3 separate regions of the Rattus norvegicus genome follow, and regions 1 and 3 are each linked to region 2. Evidence: chromatin contacts called from public Hi-C data. All regions are on one chromosome and are shown on one strand. The core of a region is the stretch at or near the end of the contact, and the rest is flanking DNA. Distances in the headings are between cores, read along the strand shown. Region 1 holds the start of Prtfdc1 (phosphoribosyl transferase domain containing 1). Region 2 holds the start of Arhgap21 (Rho GTPase activating protein 21). Region 3 holds the start of Enkur (enkurin, TRPC channel interacting protein).

What was found. Hi-C and Micro-C count contacts between places; a contact is called where the count stands out from the background.
Region 1: a contact with region 2 is called in a Hi-C map of kidney, with 2.6 times the contacts expected there. The contact joins the promoter of Prtfdc1 here to the promoter of Arhgap21 in region 2. A contact is called at or near these places in 2 of 12 Hi-C or Micro-C datasets (frontal cortex and kidney) and 1 of 1 datasets of contacts at active chromatin or transcription factors (oligodendrocytes).
Region 3: a contact with region 2 is called in a Hi-C map of kidney, with 5 times the contacts expected there. The contact joins the promoter of Enkur here to the promoter of Arhgap21 in region 2. A contact is called at or near these places in 2 of 12 Hi-C or Micro-C datasets (kidney and liver) and 1 of 1 datasets of contacts at active chromatin or transcription factors (oligodendrocytes).

Annotation. Positions count from the first base shown.
Region 1 is chr17:88,561,184-88,564,733 of GRCr8, reverse strand. Prtfdc1 (phosphoribosyl transferase domain containing 1) reads left to right here and starts at 1,956. Exons shown (of 9, transcript NM_001106127.1): 1 at 1,956-2,040. The coding sequence starts at 1,993.
Region 2 is chr17:88,379,118-88,382,375 of GRCr8, reverse strand. It overlaps Arhgap21 (Rho GTPase activating protein 21), which reads left to right and starts at 1,898. Exons shown (of 25, transcript NM_001191693.1): 1 at 1,898-1,972. The coding sequence starts at 1,898.
Region 3 is chr17:88,620,632-88,624,315 of GRCr8, reverse strand. Enkur (enkurin, TRPC channel interacting protein) reads left to right here and starts at 1,648. Exons shown (of 5, transcript NM_001106126.1): 1 at 1,648-1,939. The coding sequence starts at 1,863. Thnsl1 (threonine synthase-like 1) reads right to left here and starts at 1,262. Exons shown (of 4, transcript NM_001025035.1): 1 at 1,160-1,262.

The sequences.
Region 1 (3,550 bases), core at 707-3,206, 180 kb before region 2:
GTTTATGTCTAAACGTATGGGCTTTTGAAAAAGGTCTACCTGCCATTTTTCAGCCAGCGAGCATCCTAAACACATGCTGAGACGCGTGCCCTGCCCTGAAAAATATTTTGAAGTTCCCTGCCGCCATAATTCTTACTATGACTTCACAGGGAGACTTTTGTGGCTGAGTCTGACATTGAAGCAGTTGGATACTCGCGTGATGCATCTTCCAGCAGGGTTTGTGAACCACCCATAGCCCCACCTTAGGTCTGTACCAACCATCGGGAAAAGTGTGGCCACTGAACCGCATTAACATGTTTCCTGCACTCTAGAGTTCAGTTGTTACCATAACAACAGTACTTTTCAGTTCCTGGAGTTTCTTTTTAAGATTCATTTATGTCATTTCATTTCATGTACAAGTGCTTTGCCTACATGTAGGCAACACCTGCCTGTCTTGTACCCACAGAGGTTAGAAGCGAGCATCAGATCCCCTGGTACTGGAGTTACCGTAGGTGGTTGTGAGCCACCACTTGAGTGCTGAGAGTTGAACCCCGGTCTTCTGTAAGAGACGGAAGTACTCTTGATCACTGAGCCATCTCTCTCCAGATCAATTCCTGGAATTTTCAATAATATTGCTTTTGAATATTTGTTTGGGCCCATTTTTTGAAGAAATGAAGTGGAAAACAGGTGAGAGGCAGTAGACTGAAACTATTTACCTGTGTGCTAGAGAACATCACATTGATGCAGCCAGCACCAAGCCCAGGGACTAATGTCAGGGAGCCCACACCTTGTACCCCTCTTCTTCCACAGTTCGGCTGCTTAAACATTAACAGCCAAAGTGCTGAGCATGGCTGGTCCACCAAAAATAAGTACAATATTATTACACAATTATTCCAATTCAGGGCAACATGAATTGATAGGTAACTTGTTCCCTTCAAAGCAACACAATCGGTATTCCTCTTGCCAATGTGTGCCAGAAAACGAAAATCGAATAGATCTTTTTGGCACTTGATCTTAGCCAAAGAGTGAAGAAGCCATTGTGTTGAGGCGTGCGCGCGTGTACGTATGCATGTATGTGTGTGTTGCTGTGTTTACAACCCCCGTGGCCTTTCACATCCTAGGCAAATGCTCTATCATTGAGCTATACTCTATCCTAGCAAACATCTTTTGGAGAAGACAGAGTCAAAAGAACTATACCCATGTATACCCTTTATTAAACCCAAAGTGGGCCGTGGGCAGGCTCTGGCAAGATGAGGGAGACCAAGGACTATAAACAGAAAGCAGGACCTTAGAGGAAAGAACAAAGGACCAGGTCGCTGGGCTAGAAGAAACCTGGGATTAGGGGTTGGTTTAACAACAGATTCATAAAACAAGGCTTTCTAATCAGAGCAGAGCAATTGCCTTTAGCTACAACCTAGGACAATTAGAGTAAAATGGTAAATCAGATACAGTATTTTGTAAAAAGTCCCTGCCCTGGGCTCATCGGATCACCAGGATTTGGTCGGAGGAAATGCCGGCTCGTGGCGCTTTCCAACTCCTGGCAGGGCGCCAAGATCTGAAGTCCTCCGGGATACTCCGGCCCACTTCCAAAGCCCAGAACGCGCTGCACTGCCTCTCTTTAATGCATTGACTGGGGACAAATGTGCATTTAAAATCTGGCAGGGAGGAGTCTTGGAAATTGCTGGCCTGGGGGCTGCAGCGATGGGCTTTGAGAAGGAAAATAACAAGGGACGGCTTTCTCTCCAGAACGAATCGCAGGCCTGACCCATATCCCCGCGGGGTGCGGAGCCGGCAAAGGGGCAGGCGGGGGGCCGCCAGGGACGCTCCCCGGAGCGCGCTCAGGTGCATCAGGCGCTGCTCCACAGCTGCTCCCGCGCCGCCCCGGGAATGGGCCTCGACTGTAGCCCCAGCTTTCCCGCCCGCAGGCTGGGGGCGGGGCAGCCCCAGCCACATCCCCCCCCCCCGCCCCCACATCCTCCGGGCGCTGTCCGTCCGGCGTTCCCAGCGAGAGACATGGCCGGGAGCAGTGAGAAGGCGCCAGACTCCGGGCGAGGCGTCGTGGTAAATGCGAACTCCGGATTCCCGGCTCCCTTAGCTCTCTCCCCTCCCCTCTCCTCCCTTCGGGGCACCCCTCCACTCCCGCCCCCCAACCCTTTAGCTGACAAGCGTTCGGGAGAGAACCGGCCAAGGCTTTGTTCCTCCTCCGGGCGGAGACCGCTGGTTTTCTCGCATCCAGGCCTCCCTTCTCCACCCGGTCTGACGAAACTCCTACTAAAATCACTCCTTCATCCAGAGTTCCCAATAACTCCTCCCTTCCCACCCTCCCCGCGGGTTCCTGGCCTGGAAGCCAGCCTCCTACCGGGTCCCCACTTCTGCTATCCACAAGGACTCTAGCCTGCCAGCCGGGGTTTAGGAAGATCCCCAGCACGCAGCTCTAGTGGCCTTCCTTTTAGCACTGCCTCCTCACTTCAGTGAGTTTTGAGTTCTGTTTTGAAAACGGCCACTGAGAACTCACTCTTCAGGGCAGCCAAGGTGCAAAGTAGCGCTAGTGAATGCAATCGGAACTCTGAATCTGGGGCGCGGCTCTGCCGAAGCCAGCAGCTAGAGTGTCCTATGCCTTGTCTGTGACGGAAGACAAACTTGATGTGTGAAAAACCCAGTAGTGTGTCAGGATGGAAGTGGGGCCAGGTCCAAACCTCTTCAACTTCAGGGATCGTTCATTCAGGTGTCAGCCCGAGGGCTCCCAGCTCCCACAATATTGAAATTAAACTCTAGCGGATGGTAGTTGTGAGTCCAGGATGGGGTGAAAAGGTGTGAAGGTGGTGGGCGGGGCTGATTTACCATTAAGATCCTCTTTCCAGAGCTCAGCGTGTAATTCGCAGCTAATCTGTTTATGGAAATGAATGGATTTAATTAGAATGAGTGGGTTGGGAAGGAAACACCTCTCAGTTAAATAGAACTGTTCAGGTTGAAAGGTGGGGCTCAGCTCTCAATTAAACAGCAGGACCTTCCTTCCCTCAAGGAGGAATGCCTTTTGTCTGCCGTGCCAGGTTCTGCTCCTACACCTGGTAACCAGATAAACTCTTCTTCCTGGAACTTGCATTCTGGGAAGGGGCACAGGGAAGCCCTGTGAAAACACAGTCTGGATAGTTCAGCCAGCCATTCCTGGAAAGGGGAGGGGAGCAGTGTCTTTACCCATATGATCAAAGAGTCTGCAGTGACATTTCACCCAAGATCAGAAACAGAAACGGAAGGTAAACCATGTGAGGACCCATGGCACAGAGACACATGTCAAGGGCAGAGAGGAGAACACAGTTTCTGATTTGTGCTTTTACAATAAAAACACTCCAGTCGCTGTGGGTATGATAGACCCGGTGGGAGGGGGTGAAAATATGAAAGATGGGGGTTGGGGATTTAGCTCAGTGGTAGAGCGCTTGCCTAGCAAGCGCAAGGCCCCGGGTTCGGACCTCAGCTCTGGGAAAAAAAGAAAGAAAGAAAGAAAGAAAGAAAGAAAGAAAGAAAGAAAGAAAAAAAGAAAATATGAAAGAGGAAGTCATTAAGCTAACTGCCT
Region 2 (3,258 bases), core at 649-3,148:
TGCAAGGCTGTGCCCGCTCTCGGAGCGGCGCACGGGAAGCAGCCGGAGTTGTGTGCCCGGCGTCAGGGTGCGAGGAACAGAGGGCTAGCGGGTGCCCAGGTTGTGGGGGGCCTGGAGAGCACCATCCCTGTCCCGGGCAGACTTCCTCCTCTAGCTTGGCTCCCCGGTTCGGGTGACTGCAGACCGAAAACTCCTCGTCCCCGACCGTCCCCCGGGAGGGGAGGGGAAGGAGGTGGGGTGGGAGGAGGTGGATCCAGAAGGAAGGCGCGAGCAGTCCGCCCCCGGGAAGCAGCTCGCGCGCCCGCCGGCCCGGCCAGTCTCGCGCTCGGCGATCGCGGGCGCGTGGGGCCCCGGCCGGCCCGGCGAGGGGAGAGTCCGGCGGCCGCCGCCCCGCCCCACGCCCTCCCGCGGCGCCTAGAGCCCGGGGCCGGCCGGGGCAGGTCGCGGCGCTGCCTGGGAGCCGACCCCTAGCCCGCGTTCTCCGTTGCGTGGCCGCTCGTCTCACCGCCCCGGGCTGAGGCGCGGGCCCGCGGAGGCCGCGCCCGCGTGTGCGCAGCGAGGGAGGCCGGGGCACAAAGGCGAGCGGCCGGCGCCGGGGTCCGGCGGGCCGCGGAGGAGGGGCGGCGCCTCATGAATATTAACCGAGCCGCGGCCTAGCGCGCCCCGCCGCGGGCCGAGCCGCCGAGCGGAGCCCTCGCTTCCCGCACGCGCCCGGGCTGCGCTTCCCGGGAACCCGCGCCGGCGACCCGCCTCAGGAAGGGGCGGAGGAAATAGTGGTAGGTGGGTGGTTTGCTCTGCGCTTTCCCCTCTGCTTCAGGTGGCCACCGGGGAGGGCGAGCCGGGGCCGGGGCCGGGGCGGGGGTCGGGGGTGGGGGCCGCAGCCGGGAGCTGAGAGTTGCCGGGGCCGCTGCTCTCCTGAAGCATGCCCGGGAGCCGGAGCGGGAGCGGCGCTGCGTCCCACCCGCAGCCGCACGCCTCCCCACCCATCCCCGCCGCGGGCCAAGGAAAACAGCCGCCTCCTCGGGGGCGCGGGCCGGGGCTCAGGGCAGGCTGCCACGGGCGGCCGGAGTCACCCGCGGCCCGGGCGGCCGCCGCCGCAGACGCCGCCGAGCCCACGCCCGCCCCGGTCGGAGCTGGCTTTTTGTTTGTTTGTTGGGGAGTTGGAGGGCGTCTGCGAGTCTAACCCGGTAAGGAGAAAACTTCGCTTAAGAGTAGGTATCCGGGTGCTGCAGAATGCACACACGGCCTCGGCGTTGCCCAGGAAATGCAGCACTTGAACCAGGATTTTTTTTTTTTTTTCCTTGAAGGCTTCATAGCAGCCGGGCGTGTTTGACACAGCCACCGGGGCAGTTCTGAGGTCTGGTTCTCTTTCTCTCTCTCTCTTCCCGACGTTCAGGCGTTTCCCTTCTATTTTTTTTTTTTTAATGTTGCATGAGAGGATTGTTTTCTTTGCAGGGTTCACCTTGGACTAATTCTTCGGATTGTGGGAGAGGGGGAACTTGGTCTGGGCTTGTGGCAAGGCTAAAGATCGGCGCCTGGGGAAAGTTCATGTCCTTCATTAACTTCTCCCTGTTCCAGGAAGGATCTCCGAAAGCTGATTTTTCTCTGGCCTCGGAGTAACACCGCCTGGAAGTGGACCTCTTCTCTCTGCACTTGGCCTCCGCCATACCTGCCAAGGAAACCTGTCGCCCCTGAACTTTAAGTCTGGAGAAATGAAGTCTGTTGAAGAGGGCATTTGAAGGGGCTTCCCGCAAGTCTTTATCTCGTATGTTTTTTGACCAGCCCTTAACCCTGCATCGCCTCAGAACTTGCTGTGGAATTGCTTCCCGTTTGGTGTGTGGTGGTACCTCTCCAATGTGGACTCCAAAGGATTTGTCCCTTTACAATTTGAAATGAAATGATGGCCACACATTGGACTGGTCTGCCTGAGGGAGATGGTGACAAACTCAAGGCCTGTGGAGCCGCCTGTGAGGTAAGCCAGCTAGCTGGGCGGTGGCTTATGTCTGGGATCATCCTAAGAGTACAGGGTCGTCTGCCATTGAGTCTGTCAGCTGCTTGGTGGCAGCGCCCCAGTTGACCAGGAGGGAGGTGAAGCCTGGCCTACTTTTGTTTCTAGGGACTTTAGCGATTAATAAGCAGGAACAAGTCTCTGTCTTACGTGCCAGAATCCTGGTTACCCTTTTGAGCGGGAGCATTCTTCCCTGCCTGGCCGAGAAGCATCCATTTTTCCTCCAGTGTTTTGGACATCGGTCTGCTTGGGGGTGGCTTTATGTGTAACTCCGCGCGTGTTACATCCTCAGTGGTGAGGGCAGCTGGTACGCTTGGTGCACCTGGAATCCAGTGTTTTCAACTCTGATGGGAGGGGATGCTGGTTCCTAATGGTGCCGATAGCAGCTTTGGGTGGGATTCGAAGGCTTCCCAAGGGCAATTTAGGCTCAGTCTTGGAAAACGCCTGTGGTGTTGAAATTCCAACCTCCTGGAAATCTTCTGGCTTTGCTGCTCTTTTATTTATGCTCAGTTGGCCCTTACACGGCTGCACAGTTCTGTGAACTGCTCTGGGTGGTAGGTGGCTTTCACTGAAGTTCAGAGAACAGCTGGCTGGGAAGAATTTACTTGTAAAAAAGAAAATTGTTTTTTGAGCTACCCGAACAGAATTTGTAGAAAATCTATTCACTTCTGGCCTCCCTCGCGCTGGTGTTCTCTTTTATTCTCCTTGTATTTGAGCTGGTTTATGTGGAATTTTTGTCCCTGGTGGTTCTGTCACATTTACTTTGTTTTGCATAGTTCCTGTAATTTGCTTGTTAAAGGCACTGAACATTGTTGCTCTTTATTGAGGCGACAGCCAGCGATGGCAACATCTCCAGTGAGCCCTCATATGAGCTCACTATTTCTTTTCCTCTGTTGTAAATTTTCTCCTCATGGTCTTTGGAACATGGCTAGTTCTAAGCATGAGAACTTGGACATTGAGTCACTTCAGTTTTGGTCTGGAAAGCATGCAGAAAAATGTGCTTCCCAGTTTTCTTCATTTGGGGATAGAAAGTTTGGGTGGAGGGGGCTTTTTGTGTGTTGGGACAGTTTATTGTACAGAGCTTCAGGTTTGCAGCTAGAACTAGTTCTTTACTTTTTTGCTGTCAGTAAACACCTGCTTGCAGGTAAATCGTGGTTAAGTCTGACACCACAATCTTCTGATCACAGTAAACCATAATGACGCCTTTTGGAAGACCTACCTACAACCTGGTGATTGCTTCTTGGGTACTG
Region 3 (3,684 bases), core at 399-2,898, 240 kb before region 2:
AATAATGTATGGCCAAATATTAAAAGATTATGAATAAAGTTGATCAAATGAGATATTAACATATAGAATCCATGAATAATGGTTAACTTTGTCATTTCCCTTTATTGAAAGCTGCATTCTTACTTCCTTTTTCACATATTAACTGCATCTAATTAGAACATGCCTTGGGTTATCAATCTGGTTCCAAACACGGGCTTCGAATACCTGAATCCCTGGGTTCTGTGCCAAGGTCTGGAAGGTATATATATACCTTGGCTGATGGATATCAAGTTGGTCAATAATGTCGCATTCTATTAATTCACAAATCAGACGTTAGCATGCACAGGAGCACATACACAACAATAAAGTTTTTCTCTTTACATGTTAAGTAAAAAGAGGGCGAGAGATTTTTGTTTTCCTATCCACACATAAATCTGTATGAAATGTTTTTAAAGAAATCCAATCCGCTGTGAAATAAGGAATCACCCCCCCTCCAAAGATTATTCATCTGAACTGTGGGCTGCCCAGAAAAAAAAATATAAATTCTATCAAACAGAAAAACAGGAAACAAAATTGCTCCTTTATTCATCGAATAAAATTTAGCAAAAGCCTCCAACCGCCATTTGCATTGAGCTAAGCTAAGAACTATAAAGTTCACTAAGCCACCAAGCCATTTAACCCATCCACCAGGCAGTTAGAATTGCCGAGCTAATGCACTTGACTTCCCTGGCTGGACACTGCCTGCCAAGTGGTTTCAGACTCATGGATCACTCCCCCGGCCCCCACCCCCCAAACCAGAGGGCCAATGGGTGTGACTGGGGTTAAGTCTTTCAAATGAGCGTGCAGTCACAAGTGCGTAAGCATGAACGGAAGATCGAACAGCTCAAAACAAAATAAAAGCACTTCTCGGAGAGAGAGAAAAAAAATATATATATATATATGTCAAAAAGGGGTCAAGGGCTGAAACCTGGGCCAAATACAAGGCCCACTTCCAAAGGCTGGTCCTCCTGGCGCAAGCTGCGCTCGCGCACGCGCCGTGGAGACAGCGGAGCGCAGGGCGCGCCGCGGGATCCGGTGCGACAGGTGGATGGCGAAGCCGGGGCCTGGTGGGGCGCGACGGAAGGAGGGATGCTAGGGCAACAACGCTCGCTGGCCTTCCCTTCCTCCTCCATTAACTCACCAAGAAAACCACCCAGAGAAGAATAGGAAGAGAAAGGGGAAAGGGAAGCGACTTCGACACCGCCTTGGTAGCCTCAGCCGGCAAACCCGCCCCAGAGCTGCTGCTTCTGCGCCTGCGCCGACTGCGCGCCGCTCCACTAGGCCGGCCACGTAACCCAGACGCCCCGCCCATTGCCCCGCGGCTCCTCCCCTCCCCCGTCGGTCGCTCCGCCCCCGCAGGGGCGCGGCCTGTGTGTTGGAGACTATTGTGTGACGCCTGCGCGTCTGCCGTGTTCCCTATTGTAGAATTTTTCTTTCCAGATGCACCATGGAAAAAAGCAAAATGTTTGTGCGCAAGGGGAGGGGAACCACTGTTTCTACATCATCTTTTCCAAAGACGCAGGAATGTCTTTATCCGTACGTTTTTCTCAGACAGAAGAGGTTACAGAAAAAGGAATCAGAAAAAGCCAGTTTGCCCCGCCCCGTCTCCTAGCAACTGTTTCCTTAGCAACCACGCGGTCAACAACGCAATTCAGTCCCAGAAGGAGCAGAGTATTTTCTTCCTGAAAAGGGGCTCCCACGAAAGGGTCAAAGGGAAATTACACGAAAGATAGATTTTAGTTCCTTGATAAGAGAGCAAGAAAAGGAAACGGCGGTGAGAGAAGGAGTGGAGACAGTGGGAAAGTGAGCCATAAGCTGAATAGTTAAGGAACTCCTTGGTGGCCATGGACCCAGCCTGCACTTCCGAGAGTATTTATAACCTCATACCCAGTGACTTGAAGGAGCCGCCCCAGCGTCCTAGGTATGTGGGTAAGCAAAAGCGATGACTTCAGCCCAGAGGAAGATTGCTGACTTCTTTTAAAGAATTAAGGGCTTGCATATCATAGGACTTTTAAAATTAACCTTGGGTGGCAACTTCTTAGGAACTAATGGACAAATCTAAATAGCGTTTTCTAATTCACAGGGAAAAAAAGGTGAGCTAGAGCTGTCAGATGTCCATTTTATGATCATAATTCCCGCTTATTTGCAATTATTGGTTCGGTTTTAGGTGGTGTGTATAGTGTGAAATTCCATGTCGTTGAAAAGAGAAAAAATGTTTTATCAGTCCAGTTTAGGAAATCTGATGTTTAATTTTAGAAACTCAGTGTTGTATTTGACTTCTGCACTCTTTTGCCTCCCATAATTTGGGTCGAAATTGAATTCCCATTTGTTTCTAGGCCTCGGTATTTCAATTGGTTAAACAAAGATGGTGGACTAGAATATGTCTAGGATTTTTTTTCAGCCTTTGTAGTTTAATTGAAGGGATATGGTTGGATGGACAGAGATTCCAAAATAACAATTGAAGGAAATTAGTCTGTATTTGTTAGACCTTTGAAAATCTCCAAATCTCAAAAAGGAAACTACAAAATAAATGTCCCAGACACTCCACTCCGCCATATGGCTATTCTGTAAACTCTATTGAAATCTGAGAGAAGAAGACAGTCTCATACCTCTTAGGAGTTGGTGTTTTCTGCTTTGTACCTTTGTCTTTTGACTTATGAATGACACAGCCACTTTAAAAGAACCAACACTCAAGTGTGCCTGCCTATTGCAGCATCCAGGATACTGAGGGAAGAAAGAGTTCAAGGCTAGCATGGGCTACAAAGAAAGACCCTGTGTCTAAAACTAAACAACTAAGGAAAAAAAATCCTCTGAGCTAAAAAACAAAAAATTCAAGATTTACAAGTTATTATTGTGGAAGTGTGCGATCAATTTGCACTTGTTTTCTGATTTGAAAATAAGGGAAGTAGACATTCTGAGGTTCCCTCTATATAATGGTCAAATTTTTTATGACTTGGAGTGGTACCAGCAAAGTGGAACTTCTTCCATTTTAACCCTAAGCGAATACCTAGCTTAGATCAGAGCAATCACGACATTGTACTTCCATTGCTTATCAGCTGGTCCTCTTTGGGAAGGCAAGTAAATTGCAATACTCACATTACTTGTGGCTGAATTAACTTTTGGTTGAACTGTCAAAGATAAACTTCCTCCTCTCTGTAGCACACTGAAATAATCTGCCTTCTGTGGAATACTGAGTTTAATAGTTCAGCATTCTGTTAAGTGGTAAAGAGCTCTAATGCACCTGGGAAGTTTGTTTTAAAAGGGATTTATTTGGCCCCTGTTCTGTGTCTAACTGTGCCCCAGTATTCTTGCACATGCTAGAGTGACAGCATGAATTTCTTGGTTTATTCTTAAGAAATACTTACAAAAGGGACTTAGAATAAGAAGCAATAAATGGAGTGCCCTAAATAATCCTGTTAGGTGATGTCAGTTTCCCTGTCAGCAACAAGGGTGAGACAAGACACCACACATGCAAGGTACTGATTTGTTGTTTTTTCAAAGCCTGATAAAACATTTCACCCTATTTCTCCACCACACTGCCACAAACTTCCCCCTCAGTCTTCTCACTAAGGTGCTTAGTAACAAGAAAATATTTAAAGGTGCAAGTCCTGCTTGCATCATTGAATAATAATCCAAGTTTCTGGAGAGGTTGCCACAGCTCTGAAG